2 separate regions of the Oryctolagus cuniculus genome follow, and region 2 is linked to region 1. Evidence: chromatin contacts called from public Micro-C data. All regions are on one chromosome and are shown on one strand. Each heading gives the region's core, a stretch centred on a gene start, on an enhancer-like site or on the middle of the called end of the contact. The rest is flanking DNA. Distances are from core to core; before and after follow the strand shown.

Region 1 (3,744 bases), core at 422-2,921:
GGAGGAGAGAAATGGACAACCAATGAAAAGTTTATGACTTGGAATTTGGAATACACAAATGTTAAAGTGTGGTGTTTTTTTTTTTTTTTTTGCCCTCTGTTTTTCTCCTTCCTGTTATTTAACCCTCTCAGTTATCATTGAATATTTCCTTTTTTCTTTTTGATTTTTGTTAAGAGTCCTGAAATAATTACACACTAACTGTCCTCTGTCCTCCGCCCCCTTCCCCCAGCCCCCAAGAACTTCACAATAAATCATTTCACTTCCCTTGCTACTGGATGTCAGCTGAATTTGAGGGCACTGCTCTCAGAGAAGCCACTTTTTCCTCCCTCCCTCCCTTGCTTCTCTCCCTCCCTCTCTCCTCCTTCTCTCTCTCTCCCTCTCTCCCTCTCTCTCTCTTCTTGATCAGCCTTCTTTACTCTATCTTAGATTTAGGAATGCACCAAAGGTAATGTAGAAGCCTATCAAAGAGCAGGGGCACAGTGCCCACGACTGAAAAAAAAAAAAAAAGATGAAGATAAACCCGTAGGAAAAATGATCTGCTACACTGGCGATTTTAAGAAGGCAGGTTTGGGTGAATTCTGAAAAAAAAAAAAATATACAGCAATAAAAGCCTTTTAAACACAAAAACTAAGCCGAACTTTCTACCACCGCAGGTGAAATCAGAGAGGACATGGTTACAAGAGTCTGCCTCAGGGGAACGTAAACACCTAGCGCTGGCAACAGGCACAGCGAGCACTGAGGGTTTCCAGGTAGATTTTTGGAAGGGTCTCCAAACCAGGTTTTGTCTGAGCGATGCTGACATTTTTGAGGGGAGTTAGAGACAATGGAAAAGGCTTGGTGAACCAGCTGATAGGTCGGCACGGAAAGGGGGCGCCTTCCGGAGAGGATAGTTTTGAGCCACATTATTTTAACCCTTCGTGCACCAGTTCGGCGCGCTCCACGCCAATCGGAGCAGAGAAAACAAACCCACCAAGATTTCCCGGTTTAACTCTGCCCCAGGGAGCGCCTCACGGTTTGACAGAGCAGGGCGGACTCCTAGTTGGTGGCCCAGGATGGAATTTCAGGGACGAGAACAGGAGAATTCCGCCTTATAAAGGACTGAGGCGTTAGGGGGGAGTGGGGGAGGGAGAGATGGAGAAAATAAAGTAGAAAGCGCACGTCTTAACGTCTGCGGACTCTCAAGGACACGGCTGGACTGGAGGTGGACGGGGCGCAGCTCAGCGAAACCGGAGCAGGGTGGGCGAGCCCCGGAGCCGTCGCGGCGGTGCGAGCGCGGGGCAGCGCGACACCTCGGGGCACGGAAGCGAACGAGACTGGGCACTTACTTTCGGAGGGGAAGTAGGACGGCATGTCTATCTTGTAGACCTCCTTGGCGTAGTACTCCTCGTCGCTCCTCTCGCGCTCGCAGGCGGCCGCCCTCCGGCTCGCCTTCTCCTGGAGCAAGTCCCTGGTGCTGTTGTAGATGGAGATCACCTCCGGGGGCACTTCCTCGGGCTCGGGATAGTCTTCTGGGGGGCTGGTGAGCTTCAGCTTGCTTAGGATCTGCCCGCGGATCGCCTCGATCCTCTTGCGCATGAACTGGTCCATATCGAGTGTGCTGCAGGTAGACAGGCTGAGCGCCACCGTGACCAGATGCAGGATCAGAAAAGCGCTCAGCACACAGTAGTGCATTTTTTTTTTAAAAAAGGTAGAAAAAAGTCCTTTTAAAAAATGAAAAATAAAAAGAAACCAACAATTCTCAAAGTGCAGATCAGGTGGAGCTGTTTGTTTGTTTGTTTTTTTAATGCGAAACTTTTGCAAACGATCGAGGGTCGATGCCAGATAGAAAATGTAGTTTGCTTGAATTCCTTCAAAAAGAAAATGCAAGGAGTTCCCAAACTGGAAACATTAATAAGGCATGGGCAGGGGGAACCCTGACTTTGGAAAGCAAGAAAAAAAGATTCTCTTGGAGTGACGAGGTGGGGGGAAAAGGGACGAGTGGCTATAAGGCAGAAATAAATTTAAGAGGAGGAAATGGAGTTCAGTGTGTCAGTCCCGGGTGCCGAGTGGCGGATCTGAACTCGGATCCTCCGGCCAAAAGGGAAGAGATGAAAAGGTCCCGGGGCTGGCAGCTGGCGACCTGACTGGAGGGGCGCCGCCGAGGCTGACCCGAGCAGTAATTTATATATTTAAAGAAAGAGCGGTTCGGCCGTGCCTTCCACTGCGGCGCTCAGAGCAGGGGCAGCGGCAGCTCCAGGGCAGAGGAGCGCACACGTGTGTGTATGAGTGTGTGTGTGTGTGTGTGTGTGTGTGCGCGCGCGCGCGCGTGCGCGCTCTGGGGACGAGCCCGGCGCGCCGCGAGGAGGCGGATGCGCTTCGCACGGCGCCCGGGACGCGATCGGGTGCTGCAGGGGCCGTGGACACGGCCGAGGGGGCGAGGATCCTGCTCCCGGAGCTCCGCGCTGTGGCCGCAGGGTTACTCCACGTTGCTGGTCGGTCCCGCCGCCGCCGCCGCCGCCGCCGCCGCCGCCGGCAAACGCGTCCAGCCTCCAGCTCCCTCCTTCTCCTGCACCTCCTTCTGCTCTCGCTCCAGAAGCCAACCCGGCACCAGAAGATCAGCCGCCGCCGCCGCCGCCTGCACCCCCTGCGGACCACAACAGCAGCCCGGGAGACACGCTGGCTGGGGAGTTTTATTCCTAAGAGGGTCGCGAAGGGGCTCCCTTGGACTCCCACCCTTTTCCAACCTCTCCTGGTTTCTCTCCCACTTAGACCTTCTCGCTTAGGGGAGGTAGGCACTTGCCACCCTGAAATAGACTCTCGTTCCTTCTCTGCCTTTCTGCAGCCGGGAAGCCCCCGTTAGTTCCCGAACGGATCCTTAGACCGTTACTCTGACGTTCTCCATCCTTCTCCCTGCCTCTTTCACTTGCGCTCTTGCTCTGCTCTCGCTCGCTTTCCTTCCTTCTATTTCTCTCTCTTGTTGGGAGCTTCTGGAGCTCCGCTCCGCTCCCAGCGAACCTTCTGCTGCCAGCAGATAACATCACGATCTTGCCGGGGAGGGGAGATTTATAAGTTCTCTCTGGACCACGTGTTTGCCTTCAACAAAGTGACGTGCTAGGATTACAGTCAGAAGTCCTCTCGTTACTTAGACCACGAGCTCTCCCCGAACCGTGGAGGGGGTGTGGAAATGAGGATGGCTGTTGGGAACGGAGGCAGGAGGTGGAGTGTGCGCCCTGACAACAGTGATTTACGGTATCTACTTCCTATGGTCATATAGTTCTGGATAGGTCTGTCGAAAGACAGCTATCAAAGCTCCCCGTTTTTACTTAGTGTAGCTCACTTGAATCACTTGCTCTGGAATGGAAGTCTTCCCTCCTGTATTGTGTGTACACACGTACACACAGCACCCCTATGCCAGGAACACCAGGCTATTTATGCCAGGTCGGCACGGAAGAGAATATCTTCTCATCGAAGTCTCCTGTACCTACCTTTTTAATTTCCTGGGATTTCATATCCTAGAATTTATAATCGAGTCCTCTGTGAATACTGGAAAACAGAGATTCTTAACAAACAAAAACCCACGTAAATAATAAAATCTACTTGTTTTACGGTTTTAAATTATTATCTTCATTGGTACCTATGCCACTTTTAGTATGGCTTTCTCTTCTTTCTAGGTTAGACGTTATCAACCAACTTCATTCTTTCCACAGCATACATCCAGGAAGCAGAAATTTTATGTCTGCTGTCTGCTGTCATACACTACACATA
Region 2 (3,935 bases), core at 314-2,813, 770 kb before region 1:
AGGGCACTTAAAAGTGTACATCCTATGGTCCTAGCTAAACAGTGCTACCAATCTCCAGCAGATGCAAGCACCGCTGACAATTCTGGACACTTCACCTTCCAAATATATTTCATCAGAAAACCCACAGGCCTTTTTCTTCCCTAACTCGCCACCTTATCCTACCGGAGTACTAATTTTGGAGTCAAAGAAAGATTAAGATTCAAGTCCCCAATTTCTCCACCACTACTCACAGTAATAGCCAAGTGACCTGGGCAAACTGCTGCACCCATCTGGCCCCATTTTCAAAACTCTAGCAACTGCTCACATCCAGTTCTCTGCCCTGCACCTTTCCAATCCCCTCCATTACCCAATCATCAGCCCCTATGGGTCTCAGATCAAAGATCACTGAAAAACCCGAGGAGTCTTCACTTGGCCTGAACCTTGCACCGTCTTGTGATCTCCCAAGCACTGCTGCCTCAAACTAATTGTTTTGGTTTTTAAATGTAGGTAGGCCCCCTGAGGACACTTGCTGCATTTCATTTCTGAAAGAAAGAAAGAAGACACTTGCTGCATGAAAGAAAGAAAGAAAGAAAGAAAGAAAGAAAGAAAGAAAGAAAGAAAGAAAGAAGAGAGAGAGAGAGAGAGAGAGAGAGAGAGAGAGAAAGAAAGAGAAGAAGAAGAAGAAAAACCAAACAAAAAACATCTCCTGGGGACTTACCCTGGGCCAAGCACTGGGCATGCAAGGAATAAAACAAGATTCAAGGGTCCTTATTGTGGAGGACTGACAATCCAGTGGGGGTAAGAAAGCCCTAAGTAATTAGGATGAGAGTAAGAAACGCCATAGGAAATCAAGTTAGGGAAGGCAGAATACCCGCCCAGAGAATTCAGAGCTGACCTGGTGCTGTGCCTTGGAGGCTTAATGTCAGAGAGAAAGCGAGGAGTGTGTGGGTGGGCAAGACAAAGGCACGGGGCAAGTAGATGCTCTGCTAATACTCGCAGTGTCTCAGTGAATCATGACTGCGATGGTCCACGTGCGCCTGGAGGCTGGCGCAAGCGAGCAGTGGAAAAAACCCACAGCGGCGGAAAACCCTCTAGTAGCTGGCTCTGGGAAGTCCTGAATAAGTCACTCTCATGAGCAGAAGACTCACCTTCTTAACTCCCAGTTCGAACGCGGGGAGCTGGGACGGGAGTGGTAAGGATGGCACGGGAAAGGACCTTGCGGATGGAGAGCGGGCTGAGAGCCGCGAGGCTCAGGGCGGGAGGGAAGTGTAGAAAGAAGACGACAGGAAGATCGGGGCAACTGAGTAATCCTGCCGGGAAGTCCGCGGCCCCGGGCTGCAGAGCGGAGAGCCACCCTCTCCCGGAGCTGCCTCCACGGGAAAGAAAACTGTGCTAACCCAGGGGAGGATACTGCCTACGCTGCAGAAAATCACGATGGAAAATTGCAATCCACCTGAACCGTGCAGGAAGATCAGAGAGGCGCTGTGCCTCCCAGCCGGCGACACCAGACACCGCGGAAGGCCAACTGAACCGGACGCAGCCGCCATTGTCGGGAACACGCAGGCTCGCAAACAGCCTGAAGGAGCGCGCATGCGCAGCGCTTCTCGCGCAGGCCTGCTTCTGACAATTTGGGTTCAAATAGGGGGTCATTCTAGGTGTACTAAGACTTTGGTTTTGCTGAGGATGGTGTCAGCTGCAAATAGATTAATGAATATATTTATGTCGTGAGCATTAGCTGTGGAATTTCAACTGCAATGCTAAAACTCTAAGCCTTATTTGTAGAAATATTGGTGTTACTCTGTTTAAAATTTTGACAGGATGATCATATTTTACCTTCCACTTTAGGACTTGCACAGGATGTTTGCAGGTTTTTATATGTAGGGTAAGGCAGCCATAAAATGAAAATAATTTAGGGCCGGCATTGTGGCACAGCCAGTTAAGCCAACACCTGCTGTGTCTGCTGGATTGAGTCCCAGCTGCTACACTACCAATTCAGCTTCCTGCTAATGTCCCAGAGAAGGCAGTGGATGATGGCCCAAGTACTTGGGTTCCTGCTACCCACATGGGAGACCCAGATGGGAGTTCCTGTCTGGGAATGAACCCAGAAAATGGAAGATTCTCTCTCTTTCTCTCTCCATTTCTGTTGCTCTGGCTTTCAAGAAAATAAATATTTAATAAATAAATAAAAATATTTTCCTCTGTATTCAAAACATTTTTTTTTTAATTTGACAGGCCAGGCAGAGTTAGACAGTGAGAGAGAGACAGAGAGAAAGGTCTTTCTTCCGTTGGTTCACCCCCCAAATGGTTGCTACGGCCAGCGCTACACCGATCCAAAGCCAGGAGCCAGGTGCTTCCTCCTGGTCTCCGATGCGGTGCAGGGCCCAAGGACTTGGGCCATCCTCCACTGCCTTCCCGGGCCACAGCAGAGAGCTGGACTGGAAGAGGAGCAACTGGGACTAGAACCCGGTGCCTATATTGGATGCCGGTGCTACAGGTAGAGGATTAACCAAATGGGCCACGGCGCCAGCTCCTGTATTCAACAAAATTTAAAAATCTATTTTATTTTAAAAATTGAATTGAAAGGTAGAGTGAGTGAGAGAGAGAGAGAGAGAGATCTTCCTTCTACTGGTTCACTCCCCAAATGACCTTAAAGGCCAGGGCTGGGCCAGGCTGAAGCCAGAAGCCTGGAACTCCATTCATGTCTTCTACGTGGGTGACAGGGTCCCGAATAGTTGGGCCACCATCCACTGCTTTCACAGATGCATTAACAGGGAGCTGAATTGAAAGTGGAGCAGCTGGGACTTGAACTATTGCTCCTAACTGATGTCACAATCACAGGCTGCAACTTAACCCACGGTACCACAACACCAGCCCCAGAGCAGATTTATTTTCATGACATAGCACTCCACATTCATTAGGATGGCTGTTATCAAAAGAGCAGAAAATAAATGTTGGTGAAGAAATGTAGAAACTGGAACTCTTGTGCATTATTGATTGAGACGTAAAATAATAGAGCAGCTGTGGAAATAGTTTGGTGTTTCTTCTAGAATTTCTATCTGATCCAGCAATTCCTCTTGGAAGTATGCCCAAAATGAGTGAAAATAGGCACTCAAACTGATACTTGCTCCTCAGATATTCATAGGAGAATTGTTCACTGTAACCAAAAAGTAGAAATAACTTAAACATTAACCTATAAATGAATGGACAATCAAAATGTGGAATCCATACAATGGAATATCATTCAGTCATTAAAAGAAAGGAATTCCTACACATGCTACAACATGGATGAAACTAGAAAATATCACGCTAGAGAAATAAAATGGAAACAGAGGAAAATATTTTATAATTATATTTATGTGAAGCACTATGTCTAATTTGGGCAGAATCATTGAGATCGAATATAGCATAGTGGGTATCAGGAGCTAAGAGGAGACAGATAATGGGAAGTTATTGTTAAATGGATATAGAGTCTGTTTAGAATAATGAAAAATTGTGAAAGTTGATAGTAGTGATGTACTAAATGGCACTGAACTTTATGCTTAGGAATGGTTACAATGATAAACTTAAGGTTGTGTGTATTTTACCACAATTTAAAATAAACAACAACAAAAAAATGGAATTACATCCTATAAAGGTGTAAGCATAGATACCTTTTATTTTTTTTGACAGGCAGAGTGGACAGTGAGAGAGAGAGACAGAGAGAAAGGTCTTCCTTTTTTCCGTTGGTTCACCCCACAATGGCCACTGCGGCCGGCATACCGCGCTGATCTGAAGCCAGGAGCCAGGAGCTTCTCCTGGTCTCCCATGCGGGTGCAGGGCCCAAGAACTTGGGCCATCCTCCACTGCACTCACGGGCCACAGCAGAGAGATGGACTGGAAGAGGGGCAACCGGGACAGAATCCGGCGCCCCAACCGATACTAGAACCCGGTGTGCTGGCACCGCAGGCGGAGGATTA

What was found. Hi-C and Micro-C count contacts between places; a contact is called where the count stands out from the background.
Region 2: a Micro-C map of ear pinna shows a contact between it and region 1, with 7 times the contacts expected there. The contact joins the promoter of LYPLAL1 here to the promoter of TGFB2 in region 1. A contact is called at or near these places in 2 of 6 Hi-C or Micro-C datasets (ear pinna and embryonic fibroblasts).

The regions. Positions count from the first base shown.
Region 1 is chr13:32,629,085-32,632,828 of mOryCun1.1, reverse strand. TGFB2 (transforming growth factor beta 2) reads right to left here and starts at 1,671. Exons shown (of 8, transcript NM_001082660.1): 1 at 1,326-1,671. The coding sequence starts at 1,671. LOC127483536 (a long non-coding RNA gene) reads left to right here and starts at 3,012. Exons shown (of 3, transcript XR_011381459.1): 1 at 3,012-3,228.
Region 2 is chr13:33,393,819-33,397,753 of mOryCun1.1, reverse strand. LYPLAL1 (lysophospholipase like 1) reads right to left here and starts at 1,563. Exons shown (of 3, transcript XM_070054951.1): 1 at 1,433-1,563. The coding sequence starts at 1,526.